Linked DNA regions of Sus scrofa: all the other regions are linked to region 2. Evidence: chromatin contacts called from public HiChIP or PLAC-seq and promoter capture Hi-C data. All regions are on one chromosome and are shown on one strand. The core of a region is the stretch at or near the end of the contact, and the rest is flanking DNA. Distances in the headings are between cores, read along the strand shown. Region 1 holds the start of ITPA (inosine triphosphate pyrophosphatase). Region 2 holds the start of AP5S1 (AP-5 complex subunit sigma-1). Region 3 holds the start of UBOX5 (RING finger protein 37).

Region 1 (3,506 bases), core at 197-2,696, 570 kb before region 2:
CCAGATGGTTCTCCTAGCCTCCAGTGTTCCCAGGGTCATTGTGTTGACCATAATATATGGTACTTGTCTGTGGTACTCCGTATACATGGAGGTGCTATACTCTGTTCCCGGCAAGCTCCTCCTAGCCCAAGGCTGTAGCCGAAGCTTTCAACAGTCTGGAGGTCAGCTTTGCTGAGGGGAACCTCCTCTGCCCCTCCACCTTCCTGAGGATTAACTATGACTTCAGGAAGAAGGAAGACACATGATACAGAGGGAGGGCAACCACTCCTTGATCTAACCACTACTCCAAGGAACCTCCCAAATCACATAGTCGAAAGGGATCACGTGGTAGAATGGGAAACTTCAGGACCTGCCTTAGGACACAGTAATGCCTTTTGACCTTTGCAATACTTACACACTATTGTAAAGTCATCAAACAAAGGAATTTTTTTTTCTTTTTTTGGATATTAGCAGAGGACAAATTCTGGGGTCTAAAAAAAAAATTCATCGAGATTATCAGAGGTCTGTAACATTCACCAAAATAATTTATCCCTGACTTCCCATGATACTCCTGACAGGAGTTGCCTCAGCAGTAGAGCTGGCCCTGAATCTGCCCTTAATGTTAATCCTTGACTGCTGAAGTCCATGAAGGAAAGAGACGGCTGAATTGCCCAATGAGGGTGTTAGCAGTGGGTCAAGGCCTATGACACAGAGGGTCTAGGGGGGCACTCTCTACTCTTTGCTTTGTTAGGGATGAGAAGATCTGGCTGAGAAGGTGGCTACGGAGAAGGAACGATGACTTGAGGGCTGGAGGCATGAGATAATAAGGGAGATGAAATACTCAAGTCCCAAGTCTGGAAGATGGGTGAAGAGACCGGGCTAGCTTTAGGCTATGCCAAGTTTAAAATCACAATCAAGTAGATCAGAGATGGCAAGCAAGAAGGAGCTAAGGGAGCGGGGCTGAAGGTGAAGTCAGGATAAAGATCCGTGTTTGGGAGCCTTTGTCTAGAAGGAAACAGTTCTCAGAGACAGCTTTGGAAGTGTCCACGGTGAAGGGGAATCATCCAGAGCCCAGGCTTGCAGTTCATCACCGGCCTCGGGGTACGCACGAGGAGGTAATTTGTTTCTCCCAGAGAGGGGCGAAAGCAGGGATGGGGCAGGTGGCTGGAACAGTCTCTTCTCGCCTTGAGGAGAGCGTCCCTTGGCGGACGGGAGGGTCTGGTCTCGGCATACTCAACCTTCAGCGTCGGGAAGACCCCAGCAATTCCGATGCAAGGGGACCACGCCCCAGGTTGCTTATCCGGAAAACGGCGCTATGCTACCCGGGGTCTGAGCAAGAGCTCTGCGCTCCCAGCACTGCTTTCCCGACCCGGACGTTCCCAGACTGCCGCCGCAGCCACCCCTGAGACAGAAAGTAATCCCCACGGTGCTTTCCCGGGACCCCAGGCCGGAAACCGGGCCACCGCCTTCCGCCACCAGCCGGAAGTGCCTGCTACTCGGGGCAGAGGAGCTTCCGGTGAGTCCGCGAGGGAGCTGCGGCTCACCATGGCGAACTCTTTGGTCGGGAAGAAGATCGTGTTTGTCACGGGGAACGCAAAGAAACTAGAGGAGGTGCTGGGAGGGTGTGGGAAGCCTACAAGGAGGAGGCTGGGGGGTTGCGTGTGGCACGGCTGGCTGGGGAGAGGGCGGAGAAGGAGCTTCCAGGCGGAGCGAAGCGTGCGAGTGGAGGAGCGGAGGGGGAACAGAGAGAGTCGGACTCGGAGGGATAGGTTGGACCGGGAGGAATGGGTTGGGTTGGACCTGGAAGGGGATGGGCCGCGCGTAGTGGGACCGTCACGTGTGCTGGGTAGGGACGACCCGGGATTGGCCTTGCTAGAATCCGGGCTTGTGATCTCAGGGGCTTCAGGAGATCACCTGGCTTCAGGAGCCAGGTGGGGTCCTATTCCAAAAGCCACCTCTTAAGTTAGATTCCCAAACCGGAACCCCGATACCCCTCTGCAGCTGATCCAGACCCCGCTGCTGGCCTGGACTTGGCAGGGGCTGGACATGCCGTGGGGTCAGACATCCAAACGGAGCCATCCACCCTTCTCCACGGTCCAAAAATGTGGTCCTTAGCCTCTCCCAGCCTGTTTATTCATCTGTGAAATGGGAACGATGCGGGAGTTCCGCTTCACAGCGCAATGGAGAGGAGGAGTGAAGGACGCAATAGATCCAAAGTTCCTGTCTACAAGGCTAGACTTTGTGGCTAGCAGTGAGGATTCTGGGGGTTGATGGAACAGTTTTGGCTGCAAATAGTAGACACAGGGAGCTCATGTAAACCATCAGGTGACAACGTGGGAATTCAGAGGTATGCCGTCCACAGGACTTGAGGAATCTTAGGAGTCCCTCTGGAGGGGCTTATTTGTCCCAGTTCTCTCTGGATGCCCATCCTTTTTCCACTTGAGATCTTTCTGCATTTTTCCCTCCTGGTGAAGGAGGCAGTGAGGCTTCTGCCAGACATCAGCTCTTTATTTTTTAGGGCCACACCCACGGCATATGGAGGTTCCCAGGCTAGGGGTCTAATCGCAGCTGCAGCTGCTGGCCTACACCAGAGCCACAGCAACGCAGGATCTGAGCCACGTCTGCAACCTACACCACAGCTCACCACAATGCTGAATCCTTAACCCACTGAGCAAGGCCAGGGATCGAACCCGCAACCTCATGGTTCCTAGTCGGATTCGTTAACTACTGAGCCACGACGGGAACTCCCAGACATCAGCTCTGATTGGCCTTAATTGGGTCAAGTGTTTGACCCTGTTCAGACAGCCATGGCCAAGGAGGTGGGTCATGTGTGCGGAATCAAGATGACACCCACTGGGTATGTCTGAGGCAGACCAGCGGAGCACAATCATTAGGAGACCCTTAATTTTTCCACAGCATAGAGACTGATGGCACTTCTTTGTCATTATAAGGTGGCCTTCTCAGAAGCCAGAACCCTGTGCTGATAAAAGGTTTGCCATCCTGAGGCCAGACCAGTCAAGCAGACAGGCAGTGCCACCCTGAACAGAGCCCCATGCAAGGTGGTGGGTGCCAACTCCCAAGCCCACTTCTACCTCTGGTTGAGAATATGGCCCTCCTGCATTTATAGAAGAGGCTGTAGAGGTTCCCATGTGGCTCAGTGGATTAAGGATCTGGTGTCACTGCTGTGGCTCAGGTCACTGTTGTGGTGCAGGCTTGATCCCTGGCTCTGGAATTTTCTCATGTGGTAGGTGTGGCAAAAAGAAAAAAGAAGAACATGCAGGAGTGGCCAGAGAAGGCTCATTGGAGAAGAAGATGGACTTTAAGTTGGCCTAAAATAGGGAATTTTAACTGCATCTCACAGAACCCCACTGGCAGTATGATGAAGCCTATGGACTCTCAGGAAAATATTTTTATTTTTATTTTTTTTGTCTTTTCTAGGGCCGCACTTGTGGCATATGGAGGTTCCCAGGCTAGGGGTCTAATTGGAGCTGTTGCTGCCGGCCTACACCATAGCCATAGCAACTTGG
Region 2 (3,679 bases), core at 317-2,816:
TGAGAGGAGGCAACACACAGCTCAAATGTGGCCATTTCTAGCATCCCAGGGAATTCCCTCCTGTTCCCTCCTAGTTACCCACACTGTTTTGACCTATCATAAAGATTAGTTTCACCTGTTTTTGAGCATCATCTAAATGAAATAATATTCTTTGGTATCTGGCTTTTTGCACTCAGCATAATGAATTTGAGATCCATCATGTTTCTTTTAGCAATAATTTGTTCTTGTTCATTGCTGTGTAGTATTTCATTTATATGGATATCTCCCCAAATTGAATTATTCATTCTATTTTGGCTTTTATCTTTTTTTTTCTTAAGGGCCACACCTGCAGCATATGGAAGTTCCCAAGCTAGGGGTTGAATCGAAGCTGTAGCTGGGGGCCTATGCCATAGCCACAACAACACGGGATCTGAGCCATGTCTGTGAACTACACTACTGCTCACAGCAACACTGGATCCTTAACCCACTGAGTGAGGCCAGGGATTGAATCTGCATCCTCATGGATCCTAGTCGGGTTTGTTACCGTTGAGCCACAATGGGAACCCCCTTCTGGCTTTTAAATTTTAAAAAATTAAGGTAGGAATTCCCCTTGTGGTGCAGTGGGTTAAGGATTCAGTGTTGTCACTGTAGTGGTCACTGCTGTGGTACAGTTTTGATCACTAGCCAGGGACTGCCACATGCTATGGGCGTGGCCAAAAAAAATCAAGGTATAACTTATACGCAGTAAAATTCACTCTCTTACATACATAGTTTGGTGGGTTTTGATGAATGCGGTTTGGTGTCTGCCACCACAATTAAAATATAGAACATTTTCATTCTGCCCTCCATGGATTATTTACAACTATTTCAGATTGTGTTGGGACTATGCCAGGAGTGGAACCATTAGGTTGTGGCATGTATATTTTCCACATAGTTCTCCAAAGTTGCTATACCAGCTTACCTTCTCTCACCAGCAGTGTCTGAGACTTTTGTTGCTCCATATTTTCATCAAAATTGATAAATGTTATTTCTTAACTAGAAAATGTGACTGTTTATAGCAAAGAGCTCTCGTAACTATCAAGTGGCTGAACCTACATGCTGTGATGGAGCAGAGCAGAGGTCCCAGCCCATTTTCTGACTCTCCTACACCAAAATACCTGATCTTAGTCTTAGTTTTTTTCTCAAGTTAGATTTTTTTTTTTGCTTTTTAGGGCTGCACCCTCAGCATATGGAGATTCCCAGGCTAGGGGTCCAATCAGAGCTACAGCTGCCGGCCTACACCAGAGCCACAGCAACGGAGGATCCAAGCCAGCTGAGTCTGCAACCTACACCACAGCTCAAGGCAGTGACGGATCCTTAACCCACTGATCGAGGCCGGGGATTGAACCCGCAACCTCATGGTTCCTATTGGATTCGTTTCTGCCGCACCACGATGGGAACTCCCTCAAGTCAGATTCTTAGAAAAGTTTAAGTGACTCTTGGGAGTTAACTAACTGTAAGTCACTGGCTTGAATCTGTCCAGTGACAACAGTTCACAACCATCTAGAAATTTAGATTTCTAAAAAGTCTTTAATCCCCAGAATTGAACACAGAGGCACCCTATTTTCCAGAAGCAATAAAACTGCTGGTGCAGAAATGAAGGATTGTTTATACAAGGAGGTCTATAGCCACATGGAATCTGGAAACAATCAGGAGAGGGAAGTTGAGTAATGGTGGGGGACTTGCTGTGCTGCAGCCTTGAAATTCATGCCTTGAGAGAATGTTGGATGATGTGAAGTTATTCATTCCATTGTTCAAAGAAGACGGTTATGGGACAGAAGGTAAGAAGCATTCCCACCCAACCCACACGGGAGTTTGTGTGGGTGCCAAGCAGTGCTGCTGGGACAGCCTCCGCCCCACCCGGCCCACACCAGCACGCACACCCCTGGAAGGGGCAGTGATGCAGCTGCCAGTCTCTGAGTCAGCGGGGCCTGGGGCAGCGGGAAGGGAAGAGGCCTCACGTGGCTGGGCCTGAGCTGCCTCGTGGGGCCTCCCGGCTCTCAGCCTTGCAGGAAGAGCAGCGTTTGAAAGGACGAATCACACAGTGCCTCGCCTTCCTGGAGCCCAGCCAAGACGTGGAGCCTGGGGCTCCCTGCGGGGAGGGCTCGGGGAGGGGGCGCCTCCTGGGTTGGGATTGGGCATACCTAGGATGGCGTCCATCCAGCCACGTGGGAAGGAAGCTCCCAAGGTTGGATTAGAGTGGGTAAACTAGGCTGGGGTTATGGCTTCTGGGAGCTGGGGGTGGGGGCTGGCGCAGTCTCTGGTGACTCTGAGGGGATGGGGGTGGGGGGAGCATGGAGAAGGGGGTACAAAAGGAAGGGGATGAAACAGGCTGAAATTTAAGGACCTGCACCCCTCCCTCAGCACATGCGTAACATCAGGAAAATTACTTGATCTCAGTGCCTCAACTTCCTCATCTGAAAAATGGGGATAGTGAAGCCACTCCTTCAAAGGCTATTGATTGGAGCAAATGAATTGGTGTATATAAATCACAAAGAACAGGGCCTGCTTCACATCAAGGGTTATCCAAGTCTGCTGTGGCTGTTATTACTTAGAACCAATGAGGGGATTACAAGACCACACAGGTGAAAAGGATAAACCTGAAAACATTAAAAGAAAGGAGCCAACCTGAGGGTTTGGGCCCTTTCTGCACATGGACATGCCCTTGGGTGACAGGTTACAAGGAAAAAGCCCAGTTGCTGTGTGTAGGAGACAGGAGGCCTACTGCACCAGAGTTAGCAGTTTGGAGGCTGTGGATGGGGGTTGGTGGAGACAGAGGAGGAAGCTGATTGGTGGTCCACATAGGGCAAGCCTGAGGGTGCCCCAGGGAGGTGGAGAGGTCAAGGCTTGCCCTACGTCTGTCTCTTTTATTCTAGGGCAACCATACTACTCAACCTCGGCCCATCTGGACTCTCAGTAAAGCAGATCCTTTCTTAGTTTCCTCCTCTACAGTTTGAGAAATGGCTAGATGTTCTTTTCTGGCTTTCTTTCTTTGGGCCACAGCATGCAGAAGTTCCCAGCCCAGGGATTGAACCCATACCACAGCAGCGACCTGAGCCGCTGCAGTAACAATACCAGATCCTTAATCCAATGTGCCACAAGAGAACTCCTGGTTAGATATGGAAGTTTCCAGGCCAGGGATTGAATCAGAGATACAGGCTGCAACCTATGCCGCAGCTGCAGCGACACCAGGTTCTCAACCCACTGTGCCACAGTGGGAACTCCATTCTTATCAGTCTTATCAGACATTCAAAATATCCACTGCCTGGGGCTGGCAGATTCCATCTAATTTCCCTCCCTCATCCAGAAGTAAGGGGTGGCTTAACCCATCTGCCTGAGGTCTCCAAGGTTTGTGAAGAGCATCAAGAAGGGTTTCCAGCTGTAAAAAACCATCGGGGCTATCTTGAGCAAGTGAGCTCCCTGACCCTGGAGGTGTGTAAGTGGCACCTGAGGGTTGGTCCTGATGTCTGGGAGAAGTAGTGGAGCTTCCCATCATGGGGGCCAGGCTGCCCATCAGTGACTCGGGCCCATGCAGTGGCTTGGGTGGATGGGGGGAAGGAGCCTACTGTCTAAATTGAGTCAGTATCAGTCACCATGTGCATTCGGGTTGTGGGCATCAAGGGGGAGTGGAAGAGGCCAACACTGTGGGGCAGGTCTCACC
Region 3 (3,922 bases), core at 880-3,379, 610 kb before region 2:
ACTAAGCCAAACCAAAATCAAGTCTAACTGCTGATCCTCTCCATTTCCGTTCCAGTTTCCACACTTAGGGGAGAGAAACGAGTACATTACAATCATCTGTGGGGTTTTTTGTTTGTTTTTTAAGCTTACATAGCCCACTCCTTCTAAGACTCTGCTATCCCTCTATCAGAATGGCAAGGACCTGGGTTGATATAGTCTCAGAAGACCCCACAGATGAACCTGTTAGAACCACTGCTATTTTTTTTTTGCCACCCCCGCCCCTCCCCCATGGCATATGGAATTCCCAGGCCAGGGATCAGATCTGAGCCACGGCTGCAACCTCCGCCATAGCTGCAGTAACACCAGATACTTTAACCCACTATGCTGGGCCTGGGATGGAACCTGTGTCCCAGTGCGCCAGAGAGGGAACTCCAGAGCCACTGCTCGTAAAAGGTTTCATAAAACTCTTATCTGTAGGAGTTCCGCTGTGGCACAGTAGGTTAAGAATCTGACTTCGGCTGCCTGGGCTGCTGCTGAGTATGGGTTTGATCCCTGGCCTGGCACAGTGGGTTCATTGCCCCAGCTGTGGCATAGGTCGGATTCAGTCCCTGGACTGGGAACTTCCATATGCTTCAGGTGAAGCCATAAAACAAAAAACGCTACTTTTAGAAATTTCTGGGTACAACGGTAGAGAGCAGACACTCATGTCCTCTCAGCCCATCTAAATGGGACTATGAGAAGACTGACAAAATCCAGACAGGTAAAGTATCTGCACCCAGAATCATGTGAAAAAAATTCCAAATTAACAGTCCAAATATCTATCACTGTTAGCATAACCAAACATTTGGTTGTATCTGCTTTCCTAGATTTGCAAGGCCACATAGTATTCAGAATTCCTTGGTATCAAAGCTGACTTATATGCATGATGAATGGCAGAGCCTTGTTGGGGACCAGAAAAAATAAACCAATGAATGGGGCAGAAAGCCACACTGACAAATAAATTAAATCTGCATAACTGCCAAAGGCCTCAGATATATTATGCAGCACAGAGTCTCTGATTTTCATTTTGGTCTCCCAGGCAGCAGCTTCATCTCAGGCTTGCCCAAGGCCATTCACATTAGGGAGTCACAGAACCTCGTTCTGGAAAAGTGACTGTTCTTATCATTCACAAAGTGTGAGCAAAGTGCAGAAAACATGAGTTCAGATTCCAGCAGCAAATTACTAAAACACAAAACATTAGCCATGCTGGTGCTAAAGCGCTGGGCTCCAGCTCCACAGTCCAAGTGAGTGGGCAGTGAAGCATCACCTGAGGAAGCCCATGAACATAACTGGTATGAAGAGGGCCCCAAGCTCCATGAGTCAGGACAGAAGAGCTGTGTCATGATTTGTATGGAAGGAGAAAAGACAGTTGTTTTTCTTATCCCTAGAAAGAAAAAAAGGAAGAGGGCTAAAAATACCACCCTTAGGCTTGTGCAATCAGAAACTGTTAAAAAATGGGTTTAAGTGCATACACTGTATTGATATTTATTTAAGACTCAACCTGTCGCAGGTACTAAGCGAATATCGCGGGGCCTTTGCTGCTCAAAGCGCGGGCTGCGGAGCAGTGGCCTCAGCCTCACCTGGAAGCTGGTGAGAAACGCAGAATCGCAGGCCTCATCTCAGATTTACATACAAAATCAAAATCTTCAGATCCCCAGGTGATGCGCATGCATATGAAGTATAGTAAGAGGAGCCGCTGAGCATCTCACTACATTCTCACAACAGACCAGGGGGGCGAGTACTGCCATTACCTCCGTCTCATAGCGGGAAAAAAAATCGAGGTTCTGGTAAGACGTTTGGGCAAGGTCACAGGACTCCGGGTCGCCGATGTTCTCCCTAAAGCCGGGCCTGCGACAGCCTGGGCCGGGAAGCACCGCGCCCGGCCTCCGCGCACGCCCGGTGCCGAGAGGCGCTGGCCAAGGCCCACGTCGGCAGAGAGCGCCGCTACGACCTCCTCCCCGGCCGCCGCCACTCACCTGAGCCTGGCAAGCGCCGGCGCTGCAACACCAGACCCCACTCCCGCAGACGGCGGCTCCGCGGCCACTTCTTCGGCTACACCTGGGCCTCACAGCTCCACTTCCGGCCAAATGCCCGCTACTTCCGGCCGCTACGTGAGCGACGGGTGCGGCCAAGGCTCAAAACTCTTTCAGCGTTTCCCAGGGACGTTCCCTAGCGTCTCCCAGAGATTCTGCGGAAGGACGTTGCTGAAGAGACAAGGGGAATCCAAGACCTGAGGAGAGGAAACACCACCGTGGATGGACCGCTCTGGAAGTTACCGAATAGCCTAAACACAGGTTCGAATCTCAGATCGCTACTGAGAGTTTTATGGCTTTGGGGAAGTCACGTAAATCCTCTAAGCCAAGTTTCTCATCTGTATAATGAGGTAATCATGCATTTATAATAGAGATGTATCTACAAAGTGCTCTCAGGAGGAGAGTTAGTGATGGATAGAAGATTACCCTGTTAGGGGAAATGGATGTGAGGAGCTGAATAAGGAGGCCAGAGCTTTGACAGATGAACCCAGGTGATCTTCCACCTCCCCAAGAAGGCGGGGGCGGGGGCGGGGGCCTTCTTTCCTCCTGAGTGGGTATGGACAGCTAGGCAAGGAAGAGACACTCGAGACTTTCCAGGAGGACTTGACCCCAGACAGCCGTTCCTAGGCGCACTGGAGACTGCTGATCAGGGTGGTCACACCTTGTCTGTGCCTTGGCTGCTGGTCCGCCCATCCTGAGGGAACCTGAGAAATGGTGCTTCCTCCAGGGAACCATCTTGATGGGGAGACAAAATCAATTGTAGGAAGGACACTTCCTTGCAAGGAGGGGCAAGCTTGGCATCTCAATACCTAAGCTCTGTGGAGGACACTGTTTGGGACACCGCTGCTTGGAGAGGGTTCTCTCACTTGGGCCAGACCAGGGCAAACACTGGGAGTTGCCGATTTATGACTCTGTCCTTGCCGTCAGAACCCAGAGCGCCCAGGAGATGAGATGAACCGTAATTGCTCCTAGGCAGCCATAACAATCCTGATCGTCTTTGCCAAATACTCAATTTCCCAGCCTCCCTTGAAGTGGGAAGAGCCTATGACTCAGCTCTAGCCCACAAAATTTAAAGGGAACGGTGCTGTGGAACTTCTGGGAAAGGTTTTACTTTCATGATACAGTGCTGCTGCCTCATTCACTTCACAGAGCTGTGGCTGCCGCCTTGTGGTAAAGAGGGAACAATGTGCCACAGATAGTGTAGGAAGGCAAGAAGTCTAGGTCCTTAATGAACCAAGCCCTGTGACACTATTGATGCCTATGTTCAGACTTTTTATCAGGTGAGGATGAATAAACCACTCTTTGAGGTCCTGTAACTCAGGCTGCATTACTTGTAGCAGAGTACATTCTTGCTTGGGGAGCTTCATGAGGATGAGCAAAGGAATGATCATAAAAATCTGCTCCCTCCTTGAAGCACACTTGGGTCCCTTCTGCCTTTGGGGCCTCACCACTAATTACAAATTGGTTCTTACTGCTAATTACAAACATTTCACGTCTGTGTTCTGCCCTCAGACTTCAGCTCATCACTGTAGGGTGGCTCAGGATGCTGCAGGCTGCATCTGGTTCTGTAGCCTCCCCTGCCTTCTGGCCAACAGCCTGGTATCCAGTTTTATATATATATATGTATTTTTTTTTTTTTGGCCTTTTTAGGCCATACTTGCAGCATATGGAGATTCCCAGGCTAGGGGCCTAAGGGGAGCTGCAGCTGCTGGCCTACACCACAGCCACAGCAACACAAGATCTGAGCCGCGTCTGCACCTACACCACAGCTCAAGGCAACGCGGGATCCTTAACCTGCTGAGTGAGGCCAGGGATTGAACCAGCAACCTCATGGTTCCTAGTCGGACTCGTTTCCACTGAACCGCGAGGGG

Evidence for each region. Promoter capture Hi-C pulls out the DNA fragments that hold promoters and counts their contacts. HiChIP or PLAC-seq counts read pairs in DNA pulled down with a chosen protein or histone mark.
Region 1: an H3K27ac HiChIP or PLAC-seq map of alveolar macrophages shows a contact between it and region 2. The contact joins the promoter of ITPA here to the promoter of AP5S1 in region 2. A contact is called at or near these places in 1 of 47 Hi-C or Micro-C datasets (skeletal muscle) and 1 of 2 datasets of contacts at active chromatin or transcription factors (alveolar macrophages).
Region 3: a contact with region 2 is called in a promoter capture Hi-C map of fetal liver, with 2.7 times the contacts expected there. The contact joins the promoter of UBOX5 here to the promoter of AP5S1 in region 2. A contact is called at or near these places in 1 of 5 promoter capture datasets (fetal liver), 1 of 47 Hi-C or Micro-C datasets (liver) and 1 of 2 datasets of contacts at active chromatin or transcription factors (alveolar macrophages).

What each region holds. Positions count from the first base shown.
Region 1 is chr17:32,472,767-32,476,272 of Sscrofa11.1, reverse strand. It overlaps ITPA (inosine triphosphate pyrophosphatase), which reads left to right and starts at 1,446. Exons shown (of 9, transcript XM_021077577.1): 1 at 1,446-1,590. The coding sequence starts at 1,525.
Region 2 is chr17:31,904,720-31,908,398 of Sscrofa11.1, reverse strand. It overlaps AP5S1 (AP-5 complex subunit sigma-1), which reads left to right and starts at 1,566. Exons shown (of 5, transcript XM_021077709.1): 1 at 1,566-1,799.
Region 3 is chr17:32,518,819-32,522,740 of Sscrofa11.1, reverse strand. UBOX5 (RING finger protein 37) reads right to left here and starts at 2,129. Exons shown (of 6, transcript XM_001925847.5): 1 at 1,995-2,129. It overlaps FASTKD5 (FAST kinase domain-containing protein 5, mitochondrial), which reads right to left and starts at 2,116. Exons shown (of 2, transcript XM_021078352.1): 1 at 1,995-2,116.